2 separate regions of the Mus musculus genome follow, and region 2 is linked to region 1. A link is a contact called in public promoter capture Hi-C data. All regions are on one chromosome and are shown on one strand. The core of a region is the stretch at or near the end of the contact, and the rest is flanking DNA. Distances in the headings are between cores, read along the strand shown. Region 1 holds the start of Serpina6 (serine (or cysteine) peptidase inhibitor, clade A, member 6). Region 2 holds the start of Serpina1a (serine (or cysteine) peptidase inhibitor, clade A, member 1A).

The links. Promoter capture Hi-C pulls out the DNA fragments that hold promoters and counts their contacts.
Region 2: a contact with region 1 is called in a promoter capture Hi-C map of liver, with 4 times the contacts expected there. The contact joins the promoter of Serpina1a here to the promoter of Serpina6 in region 1. A contact is called at or near these places in 2 of 39 promoter capture datasets (both in liver), 1 of 115 datasets of contacts at active chromatin or transcription factors (fetal liver) and 2 of 9 other capture datasets (adipose tissue and liver).

The regions. Positions count from the first base shown.
Region 1 is chr12:103,655,239-103,659,964 of GRCm38.p6, forward strand. It overlaps Serpina6 (serine (or cysteine) peptidase inhibitor, clade A, member 6), which reads right to left and starts at 1,980. Exons shown (of 5, transcript NM_007618.3): 1 at 1,799-1,980.
Region 2 is chr12:103,861,101-103,865,826 of GRCm38.p6, forward strand. It overlaps Serpina1a (serine (or cysteine) peptidase inhibitor, clade A, member 1A), which reads right to left and starts at 2,519. Exons shown (of 5, transcript NM_009243.4): 1 at 2,422-2,519.

The DNA.
Region 1 (4,726 bases), core at 730-3,229:
AGAGTCTGGGAAAGAGAATCAGTTCTCTTTAGTAATGCCACTCCTGAGAGACTAGCCGCACTTCAGTAGCTGGCCCTACTCCTGTGTACATATTGGCTACATGAAGCAGCCACAGTATCTTTTTTTTTTTTTTAAAGAGCACATGAAGTTGGGAGGGATGTAGGACATTGGAGAGTTGGATGTGAGGAGAGGCAGTGGCGAGCAAATTTGGTCAGAACACACATCCCTGTATGAAATTTTCAGACAAAAAAAAATTAGCCATGGATCAAAATTAGACATCAATGTTTTTGGAGTTACTCAATCCAGAAAGATAACAGCTATGACTGAAGTGAGATCAGGATAGGACACTGCTGTGCAGGAGCCGAGTTGACAGGAGTTCCAGCGGCCCTGCGAGACTCACCCACACTGATGCTGGGGGCTAGAGTTCCTCAGGACCCAGTCCTTCTTATGTTGGACTGATCACCATCTGGCTGCAGCATGGCTGAGTATCACAGGTCTCCCTCCTCCACCCCTGCACACTACATTCTTACTCTGTTGCAAGCCAGGTTAGAGGTTAGGGCAGGACAGGGCAGGGCAGGGCAGGCAAGGCATGGCAGGCCACTACAGTCCCTTAGTGTTTGCTGAGCTCTGTCCTGGCCTGAGACCTGGAGATAAAGATGGCCCTCCTCTGACTGCCCCATGGGGCTCCCCTCTAGGCCCACCCCTTCCTTTTCTCCCCTGTCTCATTCCCTCTTGGCCTTTGAGATTCAGGTGCTTGGTTACTGCCTCCAGGAAGCTTTTCTTCTCCCCTTCTCTCTGCCACCGGCCTTGTTGGTTTCATCTTGGTTTCAGCACCGGGCTATACCTGTCTATGAATCCCCCTTGGGGAAGGAATACCCCAGTCAACAGTTGGCTTGGCCTTCTTTCTCTTCCTGCTGTTTCTGGGTGCAACTGTGTGCCTCATTCTCCCTGTATCAAACCTACAGGCTGGAGAGTAAATCCTCCTGCCTCAGAAGACGGTTGTGAATGCCTGGTGTGGCTGTCATCAGTGCATGATTATGCACACTCACTTCACGAGGCATCCTGCACCTCATTGTAGAGATGGGACACCAGAGCTAGGTGATGTAGAGCTTCCGTGTAGGTCGGGGTGTGCACCTTCAGAGTCACACCTCTTGCTTTCTCTACTGAAAACCACGTGGCCAGCAAGGTGGCTCTTTAAGGCCAGCCTACAAAAAAGACTAAGGTCATGTGTTTCTTCCTAGTAATATCTTCCTTGCCACGCCTCTCTGAAGTGCCTTGGATCAGGCGGGGATTTAGGCATCATAGCACGTGGTGTGATGCACAGAGAAGCAGGTCATTCTCCCTCCAGCTGTATCACCCCCCACTACACATTACTGAGTTACTATGGCATGGGGTGTGGGCACTCTTTAGAGGGTCCCTGCATATACCACCTGTGCACTACAACCCTACTCAATAGTGCTGCCTGGCACTAATCCATCTCAGCTCTGAGATTCCTTCTCATTCCTGGATGCTAAGGCACCAGGCAACAGGTAGCAATAAAGCATAAACCCAGCTCTCAGTGACAGCCTCCTGCAATGTAAGAAGCTGAAGGGAAATCAAAACCAAGTGGCTGAACCACAGACTATGGGATCGAAGAAGTATTCCACATGGTCGCCTCATGACACAGCTAGCTACCCTCATGTTCATCTATTAAAAATCTCAAGCAAGCAGGCACTGCTGTGTTCTGGAGTGCAGCAGATATAGAGTCAGGGACCCTGGTAGGAGCAAGAGGCACAGAGTACTGTCAGGGGTGACTCACGTCTGCTGTGGGCTCCAGCTGTTCCTTCTGGCTCTGCTTTGCTGTCTGGAATCCTAGCACACGTACAGTAAGGCTTCGGGGAGACTCCCCACTAAATCTTGTTTGCTGGTGTCTTGCTGGTTAATGGTTAGAGGAGGGGGGCAGTGGCCTTCACCATTTGGTGGCCCCCACCCCCCAAGCATCAACCAATGGGAAGCTTTATAGAAAGTAAGGGTAAACACAGCAATTCTGCAAATCAGCTCGACATTGCATGCTGTCCCCTGAAGTTTTATTTTTAATATCAAAGTGTGGCTAGAGTTGCGTCAGGGTTCATGGTTGCCCTGTGCCATCTGGCAGGGGACTCATTGGTGTCATTGATAAGCGCCATGGCATGGACTCTGTGAGGAGCCAGGTGCCTTGGCACCAGGAGGGGAAGAATCAGGCAAGGGTAGGGGAAACAGAGATGTATGAATGAATGTGTGACTGTCCAAGGTCTTTCCCTGGGTTATCTCAGGCCTCCCAATGATTCACTGAACAGACTGCTACGATCTCCCTTCTTTATGAGATTGTCTTGACCTAGTTGTGCTTTTAATTGAAGTTTTCTGTTGTCACCGGGGTTGAACCCAAGACCTTATGCATGCTGGTCAAGGGCTCTGCCACTGAGCTCTGTACCTTAGCAATGTCTCTTCTTTAAAGAAGGAAACTGAGAAGGGCTGGAGATGGAATGAACTGCCCTGCAGCCAATTCCCTCCTGAAGTCCAGCTCTCTTACTCTCACCCGTGCGTTTACTCTCCAGATCACTTTTGTCGCAGGAGGCACACATCAAAGAAATACTATTTGTGTTTCTTTGTTTTCCTTTATAACTAGGACTTCCAAGGAGTGGAAAGGCTGCAGGGTCTCCAGTCAGTCACTATCTTTCTTCTCCTTCTTCTCCTCTCATTCCATAGTACTTCTGTTGCAGTGGGGAGAAAGAGCCTGCCAGAGCCTTAGTTGGTGCGATCTCGTGGATCTCACAGGCTAAAAGCAAAGGGAAAATTAATGTGTGTATGTATGTATGTACGTACGTACGTATGTATGGCCTCACAGTTTCTTTCAGCCCCTCAGAGGACTGTGGACAGAAGTATTTGTCTGTCCCTGCACCAACCACACGGTCCAAGGGAATGTGCCTCTGTGAATACCCACCACGAACCCTGAGCCCTGGGGCCTCAAGTGCAGAGCTCTGTGTCCCAAACCCTGAGCCTACAGCCCCGAGCCCCAAGCCCCAAGCCCCAAGCCGAGCCCAGAGCCCTGTGCTTGATTGACAGCAGCATCACTTCCAAAAAAGGATGAAGGGCGCTGCTCCCATGGGAAATAAGGAAGGTTAGAGGTCATGCCTCGAAGTTTGGGCAGTCCAGTTTTGTTAATAATTGTTGCCCCTTTCAAGATTTCTAGTTTGTAAGCCAATTTTGGACATTATTGCCAAAGATTTGTCTCATCTTGATTTGTAGAATAAATATTTTTCATAGCTAGCTGAGTGTACTGGTATGCTCCTTTAATTCCAGCACTGGGAAAGCAGAGTCAGGTGTGTGTTAGTTATCATGGTGTGCACTCCAACAGGTCTGAGCCACCCGGCTTCCACAGGCTGGTGTTAGCAGCCCACATAGACTGCCTCCTGGGTGGACTTTGTTCATTTCCTATAGCTTTTCTTAGCAGATATCCCCCATTCCTGGTATCTTCCACATCCTGGGATATCCACTGGTGCTCAAATGCTACATCCACAGTTCATGACATTATTACTCATCCAGGGGCTCTCTTGGGGGGGATTTGCTCCTACTGCATGCAGTTCAGCTCCCTGGCCTTCCATAAAAATGTGTGTGGATGCCTAAATGAACCTGCAACTCTTGTACTCTCCATATCTCTAAAGCCAGTACCAGTATGGATGATGTGAGGGTCAGCCAGGTGGAGAGAATCATGAAAGACTTGGGAAGTCAACAGAGAACTCATAGCACTCAGGAAACTCCTGAAAGTTACTAGGTTCACAAGGCCCCTCCTCAAGGTTAAATAACTGGTAACAATTACTGGGTAGAAGGAGACTCTTCTACAGGCTGAGTACCCTGCAAGTCATGTCAGGAGCTGCCAGGAGTCTTTTTTGTGGCCCACCATGCATGCTAGTAAGGCCCAGTAACCTTACTAGTTCACTAAGTGAGACTTGCTTGGAATCTTTTCTTGGGTCTGTCACAGTGGGGCTTTTCCTAAAGGAAAATCACAACAGCAGTGCTCTTTGGAATCTCATGTTCAGAAAAACTGGGCACAGGTCTTGCCTGGCACGGGCAAGATCATGCCAAGCCAAAGACTACAGTGATCAGTTTTCAGAGAAGTCTTTTGGCTGGCCTTCCCCGACCAGGCTATTTACTCAAGGAGTCATGAGCTATGTTGGTAAATACAGATGTCAACCAGTGCCATTGGTCAGTGTGTGGGTGACAAAGGGAGGCTGGGTGTTCTCTTCAGGGGGTTTCCAATGCTTCTCTTAAATCCTGAATTGAGAATATTGAACATGGGTTGGGGTGTTACTGACACTAGAACCTCTCTTTTGGGTCACCTATGTCCTTTCCTGTTGGTCATAGACACTTGGGGCCACCTATCCTTACTCTTGGGTTGCTGAACCAGGTCCTCCTCAAGTCCCCATCAGCCCTCATTATCATGAGCAGGCCACTTATTTTGGCTTTAGTTTCCATAGCTTTCCTACTGAGGGGGCCCGAGTCTATTCAGTTACCTTTGTCTTCCTTCTCCCTTCATACCTCAAGTTCAGCTTTGCTCTTCATCCAGTGGCATGCAGCTCACTGAGCTGAGTGTTATGCCTGGCGCCTCTCACAAGCTCCCAGCTCTGCTGTTGAGTGTGTGTTGACTGACTAGCTTGTCCTTTCAAGAACCCTATGGGGCAGATGTATTTTCATCCAGGGAAACATGACA
Region 2 (4,726 bases), core at 1,269-3,768, 210 kb after region 1:
TTGAGGAAACCAGGGCTGGGTCAAATTGTTGAGAAGCAATGACTTAAGTGGGGAGAGGTTTGTTTTGGCAGCAGTTTGAGGGGATATGGTGCTTCCTGGTGGAAAGGCATGCTGATGGCCCGAGCCCAAAGCAGCTGCTGGCTCTCACCTTAGAGGGTGAGGAAACAGGATAGGGAGCGCCAGAGCTCAGCTCACTGCCTCCTTTTGTTGGGACTCCTACCCATGGGATGGAGCACCCACATTTGGAGCAGGTTTACAATCTCAGATAATCCTCTTTGGGACAGGCCTTTAGTGTTCAGCTATTGTCCTAGGCATTTCTTAATCAGATCACAATGCCAGTGGATGTGAAGTGTCACAGGCCCTGACTCTGGTCTCAAGCATCCAGGTAGGTACATTTTGCATCCCTTCCTGTTCCTTCAAATCTCAGGGTCCCGAGCCCTGCTTTCTCCCTGCTGAGCCCCTATGACCTTCAGGTCCCTGAGGGAAGGCAGACAGACAACTGGAAAGGAGGATGAAGCTTAAAATCCTGTGGTGTAGGGACAGAAGCCAAAAAGCTGGAGATCACACATGGTGACATTCTGACTTCAGAGGTTGGTGGGTGTGGCCTCTGGGAGGCAAGAGAGAGGCAATACCTCCCCTTTTTCATTCTGTACCATTGTAGCTAAGAGAGAAAATGAACAATCCACTAAGGGTAACCCAAGCAGACCCAGAGAATCAACTGTAGCAGGCCACAATCTGTGGAAGCCCAGCTCTGCCATTTATTGCCAGAGGCCCCTGGGCAAATGACCTCAACCCTTTAAGCCCCCTGTTTGCACAGAGGAGTCTTCTAATGAACCGGGCATGGCAGGAACAAAGTCACAATTAACTAGCATAGACAATGGTCTCCTGCTAGGCAATGCCAGCCCTGGGTCAGGTGCATGTCCCATCACCCCCATTTGCACCGCCCTATCGATAGCAGTCATGTACTGTGCAAACACAAGCAATAACTGCAGTCCTTTTGGACATGCTCACAAAATGTGTTTTATACCCAGTTCATCTAACTTTCTCTTCACATTAGTTCTATTTTATAGGGAGAAAAACTGAGGTCCAGACAGGCTAAGCCACATTCTCAACCCCAAAGAACCAGCTGGAAAAGAGCTGGTGTTCAGTCTCACACAGTTTAGTTCTAGGTTCTAGCCCTTTTCTATGTACAAATTGAAGCCAGAACACTTGAAATAGATAGCAGAGGTGGCTACTCGGGCTCCACTCTATACTAGTGCTAAAATGACAGGTCTAAGGCTGGATTGCTGCTCCTCTCTGTGACCCTACACCTCTAACTTTTGGAACGTCAGTTACCTGAGGAAGATCAAGTGAGTGGTTCAGAGAGCCAGTGTGCAGAGCTCCCAGAAGCACCCCTCATTAGCCTCTGGCTTTTTCAGGATATTTGTATCCTCTGAACCTGGCCGCCTCGCTCTTGCTTACATTACAAAACAGCAGGATGATAAACCAAACCAATCTCCATAGAGCAAGGCTGGCCAGAGGGAGGGGGTGAAGCTCTTCTGCCTAATAGAGCAGCGAGGTTAGAAGCTATCCAAGGCTACAGCCCAGAGGGGAAGATGTCTCAGTTAGCAAAATCAGGAGCCTGAAGAGTGGAGAAGCTGCCTCAGTTTGAATGGTAGGCTATGTATGATTGGGACAAACTATTATCCTCATCTCCTCATCTGTAAAATGGGAATAAGCCAGTAACCTCCTCTTTGAGGGGCTATGGAGCTAAAATATTACATGAGTGCTTTGTTTAGAGATGGGACACCTTAGCACACTCACTCAGAAAGTTTTCTCAAGCCAAGTCTCTCTTTCTCTCTCTCCTCTCTCCTCTCTCTTCTCTCTCTCTCCCTCTCTCTCTCTCTCTCTCTCTCTCTCTCTCTCTCTCTCTCTCTCTCTCTCTCTCCCTCTCTCTCTCTCTCTCACACACACACACACACATGCACACACACAGATCTCACAGGCCACTATGCTTGAAACAGCCACCGTGAACAACAGGCTGAGGTCCTAGTATGTGCATCTCGGGTATAGCTGGAGTGCCACAGCTCCCACTGTCCTTCTAATCTTACCTTGCTTATCCACGATGCAGGGGGTAGGAGCAGGGCTGGAAAAGGGCATACAAGAAAGGCCAGCAAAGGGTGTGCACTGTCTACATGGAAATGCCTGTGGCTGCACCTTGGCCCCTCCACGTCTTTGTCTCCTCTCACCTGAAGATACTAGCTATCTACTGGGCAGTGAGGTTCAAGAAGGGAGCTTAGGGATTGATGTTCCCATGGCAACAAGAGACCTAGGTGCCACAGGCACAATTAACTTTATCCTGCTCCCAGACAGGCTGCCTGCTTGGGAAGTGCAGAGACTCAGGGGCCCCTCCAATATTTCCTTAGGGAAAATTATACTCACAGCTTGCTGTCCCAGAGCTGGGTGGTGACCGAGGCTGAGGAGACAGAGCCCTGTCCTAGTCTGTATTTAAGCAATGGGAGCCAAGGGGGATATGGGGGGGTTTGCTAGTGAATATTAACCAATGTCACCACAGTTATTGGTAGAGCAAACAGAGAGGGGCTAAGTCCATCGAGTGGGCACTGAGGTACCACCCACACTGTTCGGGACAGAGCTCAGCTCTCTCTGCGCCTAAACCAAAGGAGTCCTAAGCAAAGCAGTCAGAACACCCATCCCTCATAAACACAACAAACACAACATCCTGTGTCCAAAGTGCGTCTGGTGTCCTGAGTCACATTGCCTCTAGGAAGACACAACATGGCTGGCTGGTCCTGCACTATCCTGGGGAATGCTTGGGTTGCTTGCATGTAAGCAAAGTCAATATTTACTGAGCCATCTGCTTTCAGATGCCTGGGGCTGAAGATTCACTGCCTCCACCAGGGGCTCAGAGTAGGTTATGTGCCCACCTGACAAATGGAGACACAGGACCAAAACAAAGAGATTGCTCCTTGCAAGTGTAGATATGAATTCTTTGTTTCCTGTGCAGGAGAATGGACTCTGACTGACAGGAAATTCCTGACAGGCTGGTGCACAGTGGCCAGGGGGACAGGCTAGGGGGCAGAGAGTAGCTCTGTAAGGAAGAGCTGGGCTGCCCTTAGATCAATTGACCTCTCTGAACCAGAGACATTTCCAAAATGGCAGATTGGTACCCATCATGGTTGCTAAGGGTACAGGAAGCTTGAGTAAAACATGCACATTGTAAGTTGTTTGTCTAAGTCTAAGAAGTTCTTTTCAGCCTTCCCATCTCCCACCCTCCCCTCATCTGAGCTGGGCCTGTTCCACATTGATTCCGGGAAGCTGATATGGGGACTTTACTTCTAGATGGGGACTTTCCTTAGGGATGGGGAGACTAGGAAGGAGCAGTCTCTCTGCTCCAGGACACGGAGAGGGTGGTCACAGCTCTTGAAGGTCTGTCTGGTTTGGTTGGAGGAGGTCAGGGTTGAGGCGAATGGGCTCTGTACTCTGATCCTCTTCAAAATCTCGATCATATCCCATGAGCCCTGTGATGGGCACCGGTGGTGAGTTCACATTCCCACCCCCACAACCCCCACTCTCCCATGGTTCCAGCTCTCCTGCTGTCCTGGCCCTTGGCCGGGCACAGCAAGAATGAGGTGGATAAGTGATGGTCACATTTCCACCTTCTGCCAGTCACTGGCTCCCCTGTGATCCACCTTAGGATTCAGCCTAATAGATGTTCCACAGGATCCTACAGCACCTGAGGTTAGACCTCAACCCATCAGACAAACATTTTCACCTCCTGGTGCCTCCCTGTCTCCACCTCTAAGATGCAGATTATGATGGCACAAAGCTGCTGCAAGAACTACATACAGCAAGGGAAACTCGGAGCCTAGGGCTCAAGGTATCCAGACAGCTATTTGGGGTGATGCTCTTATCAATACTGGGGCTCATTTGTCCCACTGGGTAGGGGTGGAGTTATAGGGTGGGTTGCATTCTGTGCTCCCCACCCACATTATGTCACTCAGTACCCTCTGTATATCTGGGGAGCCAGTGGAGGTATGCCTCCCTCACAGGAAACAGCTCAGCTCTCCCTCCCACACTTCCTGTTCCTTTCCCCCAGCACCTGCCTTCCTTCTGGTCCCTTGTGGGTGGGGTATCTATTTTACAACTACTCCGAGTTTGGGGAACCAGACTGCGGTTGTGGTGCAATGCTATCTGCACACCCAGAGCATGTTCTCCCATCTCTGAGCCTCTGTTTCCCCATCCATATAATGGCCATTCCTGTGACCCAGCTGCCCCCCATAGCTTTGCACTAGATGGACCACACCAGGTAGAGGTAGTCTCTATTGTGCCCCTGCAAACACTGGCCCCTCAGGCAGGCAGTAGCCTGCAGGCAAGTGGGACATCCCAGCACTGTACCTGAGTATCCTGGCCAGATCCCGGGTAGCCACGCCTCCTGCACCTCTGGTGGGTGCTGATTCCCACTCTTCCTCAGGATCAGATTCTTGACTCCCGAGGGTGTCAGGGAGCCAGTCTGCTAAGAGTCTCCAGTGTCTGTCTCCAGGGAGGAGATCAGCTTTAGGTGGCAGCTATAATTCTGTGAGGGGTAGAGCTAGGGCAGCAAGGGGCCTTGCCCTGTGCTAGGAGCACATTTAGACTAACCCTTCCTGTCCCAAGCAATACTGGATGCCACCCACTGTACTGGCCTGGGAGAGAAACATGGACTCCTGATCTATGAAACTCATGGACT